Linked DNA regions of Zea mays: region 2 is linked to region 1. A link is a contact called in public Hi-C data. All regions are on one chromosome and are shown on one strand. Each heading gives the region's core, a stretch centred on a gene start, on an enhancer-like site or on the middle of the called end of the contact. The rest is flanking DNA. Distances are from core to core; before and after follow the strand shown. Region 1 holds the start of LOC100284537. Region 2 holds the start of LOC103635788 (Putative RING zinc finger domain superfamily protein).

What was found. A called contact is a pair of places that touch in the nucleus more often than the background predicts.
Region 2: a Hi-C map of leaf shows a contact between it and region 1, with 2.9 times the contacts expected there. The contact joins the promoter of LOC103635788 here to the promoter of LOC100284537 in region 1. A contact is called at or near these places in 4 of 25 Hi-C or Micro-C datasets (bundle sheath, ear, leaf and 1 more).

What each region holds. Positions count from the first base shown.
Region 1 is chr8:120,669,172-120,673,253 of Zm-B73-REFERENCE-NAM-5.0, forward strand. It overlaps LOC100284537, which reads right to left and starts at 1,793. Exons shown (of 3, transcript NM_001372002.1): 1 at 1,133-1,793; 2 at 799-1,054; 3 at 389-715. The coding sequence starts at 1,759. The coding sequence ends at 528.
Region 2 is chr8:120,902,274-120,906,355 of Zm-B73-REFERENCE-NAM-5.0, forward strand. It overlaps LOC103635788 (Putative RING zinc finger domain superfamily protein), which reads left to right and starts at 1,798. Exons shown (of 1, transcript XM_008658163.4): 1 at 1,798-4,082. The coding sequence starts at 2,158. The coding sequence ends at 3,810.

The sequences.
Region 1 (4,082 bases), core at 543-3,042:
ACCAAACAGCACCCTAATTCGACCAACGTGAGAGAAGGCAGCACCTATAGCTCTTTTCTCAATTTTTGTATGACTAGGATCCACTGCTCAGTTTAGTAAAGAACCCATGCAAACAAATTTATGATATGGCATAGAAACAACCTTGCTTGTATAGTTGGTTCTAGCCTGCAAACTGCAGGTCGTTTGCATTGGAGGTTACATCTTGTTGGGTACTAGCTTATCGTCTTCATCAACAGATATACTATCATATTTATATTAATATGTGATCCGAATCCATGTTTCAACCTACGAGTATGGTCACCTATTTCAAGTCGAGATTAATCGGCAGGGGTAAGGTAACAAATCAAGGCGAGTAAAGCCCTCACTTATTTCGTCGACACGGAACTTTCAAAATAAACGACTCTCTGTATATTAAAAACTTCGCTATGTAAACATCTCGATCTCTGCATGCCTGCTAATAAATGGATCTACAAAAAGCACCGAGCTAGCCAGCTTCATGTGCAATGCCGTTCCTAATCTAATCTAATCTAAGTCTTAGGTTTTTGTGACTGGACGATGTGGTCGGCGAGAGCCTTGTAGGTGGCCTGCGTCGGGTGCACCGAGTCGAAGAACATGAACTGCGCCGGCGACCGGCACTGCGGCAGCGCGCTGGTGCAGAGCGCCCCCATCGCCGGCAGACCGTTCCCGCAGCAGCCTCGGCTCGTCTCGGTGAAACCTGCAGCGCGCGCAGCAAATTAAAAAAAAATAATCAGCAGAGCAGGTGCTCGATATTGTAAACCCTGGTTGCCGCGCGCTCACCGTATTTCTGGGGCTGCGCGACCATGTCCATCAACGGGGTGTACACGTCGACGTACGCGAGCGCGGCGCCGGGGGACGCGGCCTCCAGCCTGGTCAGCATCTGCCGCAGCGCCGCGTTGTACCGCTCCGCGGCCGCGTTCTGGTCGGCGACGCAACCTCCCGACCCGAGACTGTGGAGGCTCTTCGTGATCGGCAGGCACCCCACCGGCGGCAGGCCGGACACCATGAAGTTCCGGGCTCCCAGCTTGTACAAGCTCTGTTTTTTATTTTTTTTGTCCATCATTAGCGACCAAAGTGACCATCAGCGCTAGCTAGATTGATCCAAACGACGTACCTGGATGTATCCCTGGAGCCTGCCGATGAGGTAGGCACTGTACTGGTCGACGGTGGGGAAGCTGATGGTCCGGACCGGCAGGACGAAGTAGTTCATGGTGACGTCGTTGGTGCCGGCGGAGACCACGTAGAGCGACCTGTTGGCGATCCCGGCGGCCTTGGGCATGCCGATCCTGCCGAGCAGGGCCTGGAAGTCGGTGATCTGCGAGCCGAACGTGGACACCATGGCGGTCTGCGCGGTCAGGTCGTCGAGGCCGGACCCGCCCGACGCGAAGCTGACCCCCGTGGACGCCTCCGCCACGGTGAGGCCGCTGCCGCGGTACGCCGGCAGGAGGTCCTTGATGCCGAGCGACTCGACGATGTAGTCGGTGATGAGCTTGCCGTCCGAGAAGCGGCCCGTGGCCGCGCCGCCCGGGAAGCCGCGGCCGTAGGGCGCGTGGTCGGCGCGCACCAGCGTGGCCAGGCCGTTGTTGTTGCCCGGGTCCAGCGTGGAGTCCCCGAACGCGAACACGGCCGGGACGGCGCTCTGCGGCGCTGCCGCTGCCGCTGCCGCTGCGGTGGCCAGATCCGGAGCGAGGACGAAGAAGGCGGCGAGCAAGATCGCGATGGCTGCCATGATGCGCGCCATTGCTTATTCGTGCAGTCTAGCTAGGTTGGCCGTGTATATATAGTGCGTGCGCGGGAGGGGCACGGTATATGGCCGCCGGATGGTCGTGGGACGAACTTTGGAGTCCGCCTGACCTAGGCACAACAAAACAGGTGATCGGCATCCGCACGCCTCTGTTTCCCCCGCGTCATGGGCGAGTTTGTTGAAACCGGTCTCTATCTCATGGCCTGTCCCGGCAAGATTGATCGCGCGACAACGAAAAGTGTACGAAAATTTTGGCTTGCGCAACTAAGGAGTCCTGTCCTGGTAACGCAAAATGCGCCGCGCGCAACGGAATACTTGTGCGGATCAAAGTCGGCAAGACGTCTCATATCAGTACTGCTTTTGTTTTATTGAGTTTATAATTGACAGACATTTTATCTTTGTTTTGTTTTTATCTATATTTATAACTACTATCTATATCAATATACAATCCACCAGTTTAAATTTTGCAAAACTTACCTAACCAAATCACCCCACACACATAGCCTCCACTAAATCCACCAAACAAACTACACCCAGACTTTACACACCAATAAAACCAACAGTTCATATCGCTGGATAACCCCCTTCTTTATTCGCTCAAATACAATAGATAATATTATTTGAATCATCTCTCATTCCTTCCCATCTCCCTCCCAGCGACCCTGTCGCCCCAGCCTCCCTCTCCCCCTCCCCGCGTCTCCGTCGCCCTCCGCCCTCACTTCATCTCAGCCGCCGCCAACCCCTGCCCTCTCTTTGCGCCGCCGTCGACCTCCCCCTCTTTGTGATCGTAGCGTTAGCATGGTCTATATGCTAGCTGTATAAGAAAGAGAGTTCCTTCTGAATTTTGATATAAACAAAGTGACGAGTATATTCTACAAGATTTGTCAATTTTTTTGCTCATACATACCCACATTTTTCCATAAAAATAAGCTTTATTAATTTTCAAGGTCATTACATCGAGTTGATACAACATCTTGAAAAAAACTCCCGACCTCTGCATAGCGAGATGCACACAACCTATAAACACAGATAAACTTGTACCAAACACACTAATGACTATCAATCTGTAGACTAGACCGCCACCCATGTGTCTGAGTAAAAATCTCCTTAACCACCTCCTCCAATCTGTGTGATGCCACAAGATCTAATTCCTGTAAAGTTGGCTTTTGTAAAATTGTCACGTACGGAGCCAATGAATAACCGAGAAGATAACCTGCAAAGGAGAAGATGTAAGTTTTTTTAATAAAAAAATGTACCATTTCTGCATAGCCATAACGACCAACAAGTAGTTGTCGCTCCTTGGTAGCCACCTAGGTTTTAAGTTCCACCGAAATAATGAGATTTTACAAAAAAAATCCATCTAGGTTTAAGTTCCACCGAAATTCATCTCGCCCATTGGTCATTACAATGTTAGCAATGCATGTAATTAATCTGTTCCATGAGAGATTTGGGGGAGACGTATTAAGGGCTTCTGCAACAGTAATTTATTTAAGTCTGACTATATTATACAGGCAAGGATACTACTCCCTCAAAGTTGAATTCCCTAACCATTTATCTTCCCAAAACCTGACTTGTGAACCATCCCTAATTATAAAGGTTCCAAAGTGTAAACATTCTCGCTTTACCTGAGAGCACCTAGAGGGGGTGAATAGGTGATCCTGCAAAACTTGCTCCAAACAACACATACTTGGTCTAATAAATGTGTTAGCGAAAACTAAAACCAAGTTTGGATGAGAAGAGAAGAGAGAAGAGAACTCTTTACTTGATTGCTCTATTGAAATGAGTATTAAACTAGGAGTAATATTCCAAGTGAATATGAGCACTCAAGAAGACGATAATCGCAATAAAAAAATAGAGAAGAGACACGACAATTTTTACCGTGGTTTAGCCAATGCCTACTCCACGTTGTGGTGACCTCCTTCGTCAAGGGTTGCACTCAACCCCTCTCAAGTGATCCAAAGATAAAACTTGAGTGCCACATATGTCTTCCTTATATCCTAATCCCGTTTGTGAGGAATCTCCACAAGTTGGAGTCTCTCACGCCTTACATAAATGATCACAATCAAAATCGGAGTAAAGGAGGGAGTAAGAGTACGCACACAAGAGCACAATCGCACCAGCAACACGCACACAAGCGAAGAAGAGAGCACAAGAACACGAAGGCAGAGTGACAGCTCAAAAACGCACTCAAATCTCTCTCAAACACTAGAACAACGTGGTCACAGAGTCTCGAAGTTATATTGTGCTCTTAAAATGCTTGGTGTTCTTGTAGAGGAGCCTAGGGGCCTATTTTATAGCCCCTAAGGGGCCAAGGATCTGT
Region 2 (4,082 bases), core at 548-3,047, 230 kb after region 1:
AAACATGCCCTACGAATTGAGTTCACACAACTAGACAAGGTTAAGGATCCAGAGTGCAATTTAGGGGGTGTTTGTTTGGAATTATAATCTATCCATATTATATAATCCAACAACTTTTGAACTAAGCGTTAGTTTAAAAGTTGTTGGATTATATAACCTGAACAGATTATAATCTCAAACATGGAAACAACGTATTTTTAGAGTTTTGAGCCAAAACTATGATATTGGAGAATACCATAGTTTTTTTTGCCAATAGGTGTTTGATTGCATTGTAATTTTTTTTTGTTTTGAATACCATGGTTTTGTGATACCATAGTATTTTTTGGAGTATTGAAAACTGAAAGTCGCCTAGAGGGGGGGGGTGAATATGGCGAATCTGAATTTTAACAACTTAAGCACAACTACAAGCCGGGTTAGCGTTAGAAATATAAATGAGTCTGAGAGAGAGGGCGCAAAACAAAACGTGAGCAAATAAAGAGTGAGACACGATGATTTGTTTTACCGAGGTTCGGTTCTTGCAAACCTACTCCCCGTTGAGGTGGTCACAAAGACCGAGTCTCTTTCAACCCTTTCCCTCTCTCAAACGGTCACCTAGACCGAGTGAGCTTCTCTTCTCAATCAATCGAAACACAAAGTTCCCGCAAGGACCACCACACAATTGGTGTCTCTTGCCTCGATTACAAATGAGTTTGATCGCAAGAAGAATAAGAAAGAAAAGAAGCGATCCAAGCGCAAGAGCTCAAAAAGAATACAACGAATCACTCTCTCTAATAACTAAAGCTTTGTGTGGAGTTGGGAGAGGATTTGATCTTTTTGGTGTGTCTTGTATTGAATGCTAGAGCTCTTGTAAGTAGTTGGAAGGTGGAATACTTGGATGACTTGAATGTGTGGGTGGTTGGGGTATTTATAGCCTCAACCATCAAATTTGACCGTTGGTGGAAGCAGCTGTCGACGGGCGCACCGGACAGTCCGGTGCGCCACCGAACACTGTCCAGTGCGCCAGCCACGTCACCTGGCCGTTGGGTTCCGACCGTTGGAGCTCTGACTTGTGGGCCTGCCTGGCTGTCCGGTGGTGCACCGGACAGGCCCTGTAGGCTGTCTGGTGTGCCACCCGCGCGTGCTCTGCTCCTCTGCGCGCGCAGGAGCGCATTTAATGTGTTGCAGTCGACCGTTGCACGCGAAGTAGCCGTTGCTCCGCTGTCACACCGGACAGTCCGGTGTGCACCGGACACTGCGGTGAATTATAGCGGAGCGGATTCCCGAAGCTGGCGAGTTCAGAGTTGCTCTCTCTTGGGGCACCGGACACTGTCCGATGGTGCACCGGACAGTCCGGTGAATTATAGCGGAGCTCCTCTGAAAATTCCCGAAGGTGAAGAGTTGGGCGTCGAGTTCCCTGGTGCACCAGACACTGTCCGGTGGCACACCGGACAGTCCGGTACGCCAGACCAGGGTGCCTTCCGGGTTGTCTTTTGCTCTCTTGCTTGAACCCTTTTCTTGGTCTTTTTATTGGCTTATTGTGAACCTTTGGCACCTGTAGAACTTATAGACTAGAACAAACTAGTTAGTCCAATTATTTGTGTTGGGCAATTCAACCACCAAAATCAATTAAAAAATAGGTGTAAGCCTAATTCCCTTTCAAAAACTTCACTCCAACCCAAAGTTTTTTTATCTATGACTGGACTTTGCATATATATACTAAATACTATGGTTTAAGATTCTCTGTCTTCAAATATATAGTGCTAAAAGTAATATAAAAATACTGTAGTTATATCATGACATTTTAAAATCATATTATTCCAAAGTCTTTCTTGATACTAGAAGTTATATCCGTCCCACCCCTCTCTCTTTCTCTTTCTCCCTCTCTCTCCGTGTGACAGCATTCCCAATTCCTCACCCTCACCGCCGCCGCCGCGTCGCCGCCCTCGCAGCCACCAACTCCACCGAATCTGAAGCCATAGCTGCCGACTGCGGCCGCCTCGAGGAGCGGTGCCCCCTATGCGCCGAACTCCAGCGGTTTCTTTAGCCTGTTCGCGCGGGCCCCGCGCCGGGGCCTGCCATGGTGGGGCGGAGCTAGGAAGGCGTGAGCTTCGCGACCGCGCCGGCGGAGGAAGAGGTGTGATAGCGCGCTACAATTAAGGCGGGCGTCTCGCCCGCCGGATGGCCGCCGATGACGCGGCGCGGAGCAGCAGACGGATGGATCTGAACCTCTACCTCGGTCTCCCCCGGGCCCCGCGCGCCCCACGCCCCGATCTCGGCTCCGACCTCGCGCTGGGCACTCCGATGCTGTCTTCGTCGTCTCCCTCGTCCTCGGCCGCCTCCGCGGACGCGCCGCCGCTGGAGACGGATCCACTCCACCCGCCCTACTCGCCGTCCCGCGCCGAACTGGTGCGCCCGCCGACCCCGGTGCACGAGCCCTACAGCCCGTTCGCGCCCGAGGCGCATCCCCCCTATGTGCCTCCGCCACCACTGCCGGTTCCAGGGGCTTTACCTGTGCTCGCTGATGAGCTTGAGTTTGGTTTTTCCGACGCGCAACTCGGTCTGGTCGAGCGTTTAGACCGGCCTTCGTCGTCGACCGCATCTTCTTCATTCCGCCCGGATCGTGCCGAGCGCTACCGCCGCTTGATGTCCTTGGGCGGATCTAGGTACTTCCGGCCAAGACGGTTCCGCTCCGACCTTCCACCTCTAAGCTCAGAGGCCCCTAGTCTGGAGAATGATGCTGCAGTGCAACCACCTGAACCCGAAGAACCTGTCCATGATACTGTGGAGGAGAACAAGGTGGCTGCTGAGGGTGCAGTTGTGGGTGTCTCAGAGGACGATGGAACAGAGCATGGTAAGAGTACCGCAATGTTCGAGTGTAATATCTGTTTTGAAATGGCTGATGAACCAGTGGTTACCTCCTGTGGCCACCTCTTCTGCTGGCCTTGTTTATATCAGTGGTTGCATGTCCACTCCAGCCATAAGGAATGCCCTGTCTGCAAAGGAGAGGTTACTGAAGGGAACATTACTCCTATCTATGGGAGAGGGAATTCAGGTTCGGCTATGGAGAAGGTCGCAGAGGATGGTAACGCATCTGGCCCCAAGATTCCACCAAGGCCACATGGGAATCGGCTAGAGAGCTTCCGGCAGCAGTTCCACCATTTGCGACCCATATCTAGACGGCTTGGTGAGGCACATGGTTTTTTGTCTACGTGGAGGCGCATTTTTGATCAGCACTTAGCGAATAGCATGAGTAGATTTGAAGGGACTCCTGAACTATCTGTTTCGGAAACTGCTCAGCATGCAAGCCGTCTTGGCCGAATGACTACTAGGTTGAGAGCGAGGAGGTTGCAAAGGGAAGCGGAAAACCCTACACCCATTGTTTCATCTGCACCAGATAGTGGGCAGCCTAGAAACAATACACCCGATCTGCCAAGGCGCTCTTCAAGCCCATTTCCCTCAGAAGGGATGGATTTGTTGCGACAGATTGCCTTCGCTGGTCTTGAAGACTCAGAGAGGTTTGCGACTGCTGTCAGTGAACTTAGGCGAATCGCTAGGCCAAGCCACTACGGGGCATCAACTTCATCAAACCCACCAAATCCTGAGCCTATTGATGGAACTCATATTGCCATGGCACTGGCTGCAGATCAAGCTTCTAATTCGAGCACCATGGCTGTCATTCAGGAAGATGCAGCTTTTGCTGAAAGTGCTGGAGAACCTAGTAATGCCGGGTCTTCAAGATCCCTGAGAAGAAGAAGAGGAAGTGGTGCCTTAGGTTCTTTGGATGTGGATGGTGGGGACCTACATCAGAATAAGAGAAGGCGTCTGAACTAAGCTGAAGACAGCTAAAATCAAGCCAGCAGGTTGCAGCGATATTCTAATTTGCTCGGTGTGCTCTTCTCAGTTAAGCAATGTTCTAATGAAGCTAGTAGGTAATATCTGCTGTGTGGTATGAAGTTGTTTCTCTGGTACTAGTTTACTAGGCAGCTCCTGGTTCGTTGCCTTAATTCCTTCCGGCCTGTTCAATTTATGCGATCACTCAAGACATGTATACTGCGGAAACCTGGTGGTTGTCATCAGATGTATTTTCCTTGATAGTAAATTGT